2 separate regions of the Rattus norvegicus genome follow, and region 1 is linked to region 2. A link is a contact called in public Hi-C data. All regions are on one chromosome and are shown on one strand. Each heading gives the region's core, a stretch centred on a gene start, on an enhancer-like site or on the middle of the called end of the contact. The rest is flanking DNA. Distances are from core to core; before and after follow the strand shown.

Region 1 (3,091 bases), core at 423-2,922, 190 kb after region 2:
TCAACTCAGGTCTAGTTTAGACAACCATATTTCCATCACAGGAGACAGTTCAGACAGCAGAAGATAATTCCATGTCTGTACTAGTAAGTTACTAGATACCGAATAAGAAAAGTGAGACACTTCGATATAGTGATGAGGTTCTAGAGAAGTAGAGATGGTTCTGGTTCCCTGGGAGTTTGGCTTTTAATACATGTCATGATAAAAGTATCCCACAGAATGCCTAACTGAAATGGCCTGTCATCAATCAACCAGTCTATGATAATTTGCCTATAATATCATATGTAGTGATTGTCTCTTATTCTAAACTGATTTTATCCTTTTAACCATTGATTCAGTTATGCATTCTGGTATGGGATGACTATTTGTGTCCCTTCAAAATTTAAATATTGAAAAAAATTTAGCGCCCTCCCCTCCAATGCGATAGGTTAGGAGGCTGGACCTTCAAGTGGTCGTTAGGTTGAAAGGGTGGGACTCTATGAATATGATTATTAGCCTTACAAAAACATATGAGAGTATAGTCCTAACATGGAGAATTTCCGCTTTCTAACATGTGAGGGTACAATGAGAAGATGACAATCTGTAAACATCAAGAGAGTGCTCACCAACCACTTAGTCTGAGTCACCTTGGTCTTGGACTTTGTCTCTTTAACATGGCCAACATATGGAAAACTATTCAGTCCTTAACATTCTCTGGAAAAATAAATCTCTCAGTTAACCATGAAGTTGTTAGTGCTGTTTGATTAGTGGTTTGATGTCACCTATTTGAAGCTATATCAGTTTATTATAATTATCTACTTCCAAGAGAATTTTGAAGGGGAAAGCTTTCATTTATAGGATTAATTCAAGTAATATTTTGTTGTAATAAAATAACAGGTATAGAAGGATAGATAACTGTATATAGATAATAAATGATAGCTGAGAGAAGTTGGGGAGGGAGAGATTCATAGCATTATCCCCTAGCGCATAATTTAGGGATTACTCTCTTATAAGTATTATTCTCATAAGAATGCACACAATGGGGCCAGCAAGATGCAAGACAGCTCAGTGGGTAAAGGCACTTCCTGCCAAGCCTGATGGCCTGTATCCAACATGGTAGAAGGAGAAAGCCCACTCCCACAAGTTTGCCTCTGACCTACACATGCTTGCCCTAGCATAGTCAAGTCAGCACACATATAAATAATAAATAAATAAATAAATAAATAAATAAATGTGTTTTTTGAAGTTCTAAATAAATTTGTACAATAATTGCAACAATCTAGAAAATTATTTTGAATACTTATGCTATTCAAAGCTGACAACGTTTAAAATACTTTGTATTTGGTTTTGTCCACATTGAGTTTTTAGATCTTGCTACCTTCTTTCCTTATCAGCATCATCTTTGCACCTTGATTGTTTGTTCAGTTTCTATCTTCCCACTGAGACTACAGAAACCCTCCTTCTTCTTACTGGAGAACATCCCTGCTGCTCCTGGGTTGGTCTCTGTAACACTGCAACATTTTGCCGAGTTGAATTGCATTGTGGGTCATTTGCCCCCATCTTAGGATCTTACACATCTTAAGAGAGGCAACCTTAAAACAAAGCTTTAATCAAACCAGTACAAACAGAATTTAGTGCCAAGCAGAGTCTTGCTTGCACAGGGATTCCCTAGGGGTCCTGGCAGGTGCCTGGGGACCATGCAGGTGGTAGGGTGGTCAATGAACTCTAAGCTATAGGACCATAGTTGATTTTCAGTAACTGGAGGGAGGGAAGTCATCTTATTCTCATCTTTATCTAGCCAAAGAGTCTCAAAATGATGAATACATTTTTTTTTCAGTCACATACAATTCAGAGAGATGCCAGCATGACCAGATGGATAGTTTTTGGATCCACACTTGGGAAACACATGGTGCTTCTCGGAGGCAATTGTGTACTGTTTCTTTTAAAATAGCAGAAAGCATATGGGAATAGGAATGGATCTGTCAGCTACTATCAAGAGAACGGTGAAGCTTTTAAAATAAATCAAATCAAACCTATAGGGTGACAAAATATCTTAGCGCATTTTGAAATTCTGAAGTTTTACATTTGTAGATATATTTACATTTTTAATCTTTTTTTTTCCCTCACTCACAGAAACCACAATTCCTTATTAGAGCTGTGGAATCTGAAGCAAAGAATGAGACAAGGTCAGTGCAGTAAGAAAGCCTGTAGCAATTTCATAAATCAGCAGCTGAGGCCCATTCTATTATATTACAGGATTCTCACTCCCACTGGGTGTGTAGAACATTTTAATACTTTCTCCCACAACTTCTGCTTTCCTTTCTAAAGACAAACATACAAACAGAAACATGATGTTTGCACACGTGAAAAGCTTGTTTCAGCTAAAGTAAACTGAGTATGATAACTGGGGTCCCACATCTACAACAGCACAGAGCTGTGGAAAGCCACTCTCCCTGCCTGCTCTTAGCTTCTTCAGCAGGATGGCTCCCCACCAACTCTAACCACGGTGCTTTCATGAATGGATTTCCTAACCAGGTCAAATCTCCTTAATGCTAGACTTAGAACTCTACCATACTCTTATGTTTTCTATGGCAATCTAACTCTCCCCCAAATTGTTATTATGGGATTTGAAATGATTTAACTTCAAGGAAAATGATTTCATAGGGCAAAACCCAAGGAATTAAAGAAGCTTTAGATAGCACGACTCTATTTTAGGAAAATATTTTTGTTCAAGGTGAATGACTTCCTTTGCCTTTTATCCACACAGGATCCTTGATCCCAGATAAAGCAAAAGCTCTTTTGGTGGCTTTGAAGTCACATGCTCTCCCTCCAGGGGCAAGACTGTATGTCATTCTTTTGGACTTCCACATGCACAGAATTTGGTTTCCAAGATCTGTACCCTGCTAGTGTGAGTTTGTTGGTGATAATTCTGGAAAACATAGGAAGATCAAGTTGTCCTCTGCACTTACTAATCTCTAGAGTAAGTATTATGGGCATTAAAAGCTGTTGGAGTAAATATCATTCTCTCAAAATGTTTAGGAACTAGGATGCTATAAATAGCAACAGGAGAAGGAATAAAATGATCAAACTAAATGCATAAGTAGAATGTTTTGTG
Region 2 (3,083 bases), core at 530-3,029:
GTGGTGGATCTTCCGAAGGATGGCCTTCATCTGCTTTTTTGAGTGTTCTGGGGTGCTCCTTCGTTCTCGTCACAAGACTTCTGCATGTTGATTACTTTTTCTTAATGAAGTAATCCTAGAGGAAAAAAAAAAACCAAGAAAACAAAACTGATTAGGTGTCAGGCAGATGGACGAGCTCTTGTGTTCCCATAGCGATTGACTTTTCTCCTAACGTTATTCTTATGTTGCATTCTCTCACTCTCAGCTAGTACAAGTCTTCGTTTGCTGGCAGACTTGGTTAATTGCATGTCATCTATGACTCATCCCAGAAAGTGTGCTTCATTTAGAGACTAGGGTGTTCTGATATGGCCAACACACGTGGCTGTCAAAGTATTCGCAGAAAATTACCTACTCCTTACTGTATAAGACTGCTGAGAGGACCAATTGGCCAACCAGTGTGAATTTACAAGGCCAGGACCTTTGGCCAAATTTCTAAAGGTTAAGCTTTTCACATGAGAAAAATACTCAGCCACAGCGGCAATGTGCTTCCCCATCCGTGAACGTTCATAGTTCATGCATAGTTCATAGCAGGTGGACGGGAGGGGATGCCTAATGCTGGGTTCCAGATACGTTTCTTTAGTTTATTTTACAGCGATTTGATTTTGTCCACTACAGAGCACGGTAGGAAAGAGAGACAAAGACGACGAATCCACGAATTCCTGTCTTCTAGTCTCCATGGACACCAAGCACACATAGAACTACAGATACATGTATGCAGACAAACACACATGCAAACCCATGTGTGCTCACCTAGCGACACTAAGCAATCAAGCAAACAAAGAAACAAATAAAAGAGTCAAAAAAATACCCTGTCAAAAAGGTACAGTCCCTGTAGAAACATGTAAAACAACGCAGGGGAGGACTGTGACTAGGTGAGCTCATTTTTGAGGCTGCTGAGAGAGCAGGAAGTGTTAGGGATCCATGTTTAGTGATGTACAGACCATGAAAGGTGCTTTCTGCTATGTGGAACCATTGGACCTAGAATGAGTCTCTCATGACCAGTTCATGCCTTCTTAGCTCCCTATTTCCTGAGGTTCCCCAGGACCTCCTTGGAGTTATTCTCAGGTCTATTTTATAATCTAGAGCTTTCCCATAAACAACACTACTCACTTTGGAAACCAACACAACTGATTTTATCAGGCAGTTGCAGTATGCTAATTAAGCTCTATTATTTTGGGATATATCAGCCCTTGCTGAGTGAGCCCAGGACTCAAGCCAAACACAAGAACAGAACACACACACACACACACACACACACACACACACACACACACACTTTAAAAATATTCTTTAAAGTAAAAAAGAAAACATCGAATTTCACCATTCTTTTTTCCTTCTTCCCACTCAACACATTTTCTTATAACCTTTTCTTGTTTCCTGTAGAAACAGTACTGGGCTTGAAAGCTTGCTTCTTCTTGTGCATATGCATTTTATACATTTCTAATCCAAAAGTTTCCATACCCTCAGGTGAACACAAAGGCAGAACCAGCTAACAGAAGCCCCACAGGCTGGTCAAAGCTGAGCGAAGACTCTTTTTGGCGTTATTTTGCTTCTGTAACCAATGCCCTGTTGGCTGCTTGGAGTAAAGCCAAGGAGGGACAGGTTCATTTGGGATGAACCCTCAGGGTTATCAGAAAAACCCAAACAGCAAAGACGCTAAATCTGACACTCACAAGCCTTACAAAGGAAACAAAACAAAACACAGAGTGATCCTGTTTTGGTAATCTTAGCTTTGCCCAGGTCACCAGCTTGCCTGGTTGCTTTTGTAGATGCCAGTATAACATGACACAGAATCTAAAGGATCTCTGGGACTGGGGTTAGGGTGTGACGGGTTATATAACCAAAGAAGGGTGGTGTCACCACCTGATAACCAGCAACCCATAGTTCTTCTTTCTTCTGCCTAAAATATCTGGGGACAGAATAAAATGGCTTGAAATATCATACATTGGATAGACTTAGTGTTTTTTTTTAAATAAAATGTATAATTCATTAAATAACATATTTCTTAGTAGGTTCTATTCTACTTTCTAGGTAATGCACCTAATTTTTGTCAAGGGTGGTGAGTGGAGCAGGAAAAACATTTGCGAGGCAAGCAGGCACAAGAGCCAACAAGCTCTCTTCTGATCCGTAACAGAACATATAAACGGTAGAAGACAGAAAGCCAACTACACAAGCAGAAAATAGCAAACATCAGAGCTAGCAATGTAATCATTTATTTGAGGCCTAGATAAGAACATTGGCTTAGGAAGCAACATTTGGGATTAGGAGTGATTGCTTCCCTGGCACCTTATGGGGAAGGCTGGGCTTCAGGTTGTGTTCAGAGGGAATGGTTAGTGAAGGCCTGGTCACTCTTCGCTACAGCAACCCACTCAGCCACATTTTATATCACGAGTGAACACTTAAGAGAGACTGTGCTAGACTGGAGAGATGGCTCCACCATTAAAATGGCTTGTTGTGTTTGCCTAGGACCTGGATTCAGTTCCAAGCATCCACGTGGCAGCTCGCAAGCGTGGGTCTGACGCCTTCTTCTGGTATCCATGGGTGTGATGCCTTCATGTGATGCAAAAGCATAGGCCAAAAGATTCACATAAAATTAAAACAAAATATTTTGCTTAACTATAGTCAGATCTACCTTTCCCCCAGGATTTATAAGGATTCGAAAGAATCTGGGGACTCCTTAAATGGAGGGTGGCTCCGGTGAGGATGTAGTGAGAGAAGCCTGAGGGTATGTCCTCATTAGTTATTCTCATACACTTCTCACAGACGATGGGCCAGAAGTGCTATGTCTTCTGGAAATGAATGAAAGATAAACTATGAGAAGTTCTCCAACCTGAAAACCTGTAGTCTGTCAATTACATTAGTAACAAAGATAATAATGAAGAGAATCTCACCTCCTTTCTTTTATATCACTCCATTTGCTTACATCTCAAATGGTATCCCACTTCCCAGCCACTTCCCAGTTACCCCTCCATCAACCCCTCAGCCCACATCTGCCCTCCACCCTCCCCTTTGCCTGTGTGAGGGTGCTCCCCACAACACACTCT

What was found. Hi-C and Micro-C count contacts between places; a contact is called where the count stands out from the background.
Region 1: a contact with region 2 is called in a Hi-C map of frontal cortex, with 2.0 times the contacts expected there. The contact joins two enhancer-like sites. A contact is called at or near these places in 3 of 12 Hi-C or Micro-C datasets (Schwann cells, frontal cortex and prefrontal cortex).

Annotation. Positions count from the first base shown.
Region 1 is chr15:88,928,094-88,931,184 of GRCr8, forward strand. No RefSeq gene overlaps it. Among named protein-coding and RNA genes, the nearest start is that of Spry2, 180 kb to the right of the region's middle. Within about 2 kb of position 1,673, at least 11 of the 93 cell types and tissues checked have an H3K27ac peak or open chromatin away from gene starts, as enhancers often do.
Region 2 is chr15:88,741,747-88,744,829 of GRCr8, forward strand. It overlaps the pseudogene Tceal8-ps1. Among named protein-coding and RNA genes, the nearest start is that of Trnap-agg90, 250 kb to the left of the region's middle. Within about 2 kb of position 1,780, at least 4 of the 93 cell types and tissues checked have an H3K27ac peak or open chromatin away from gene starts, as enhancers often do.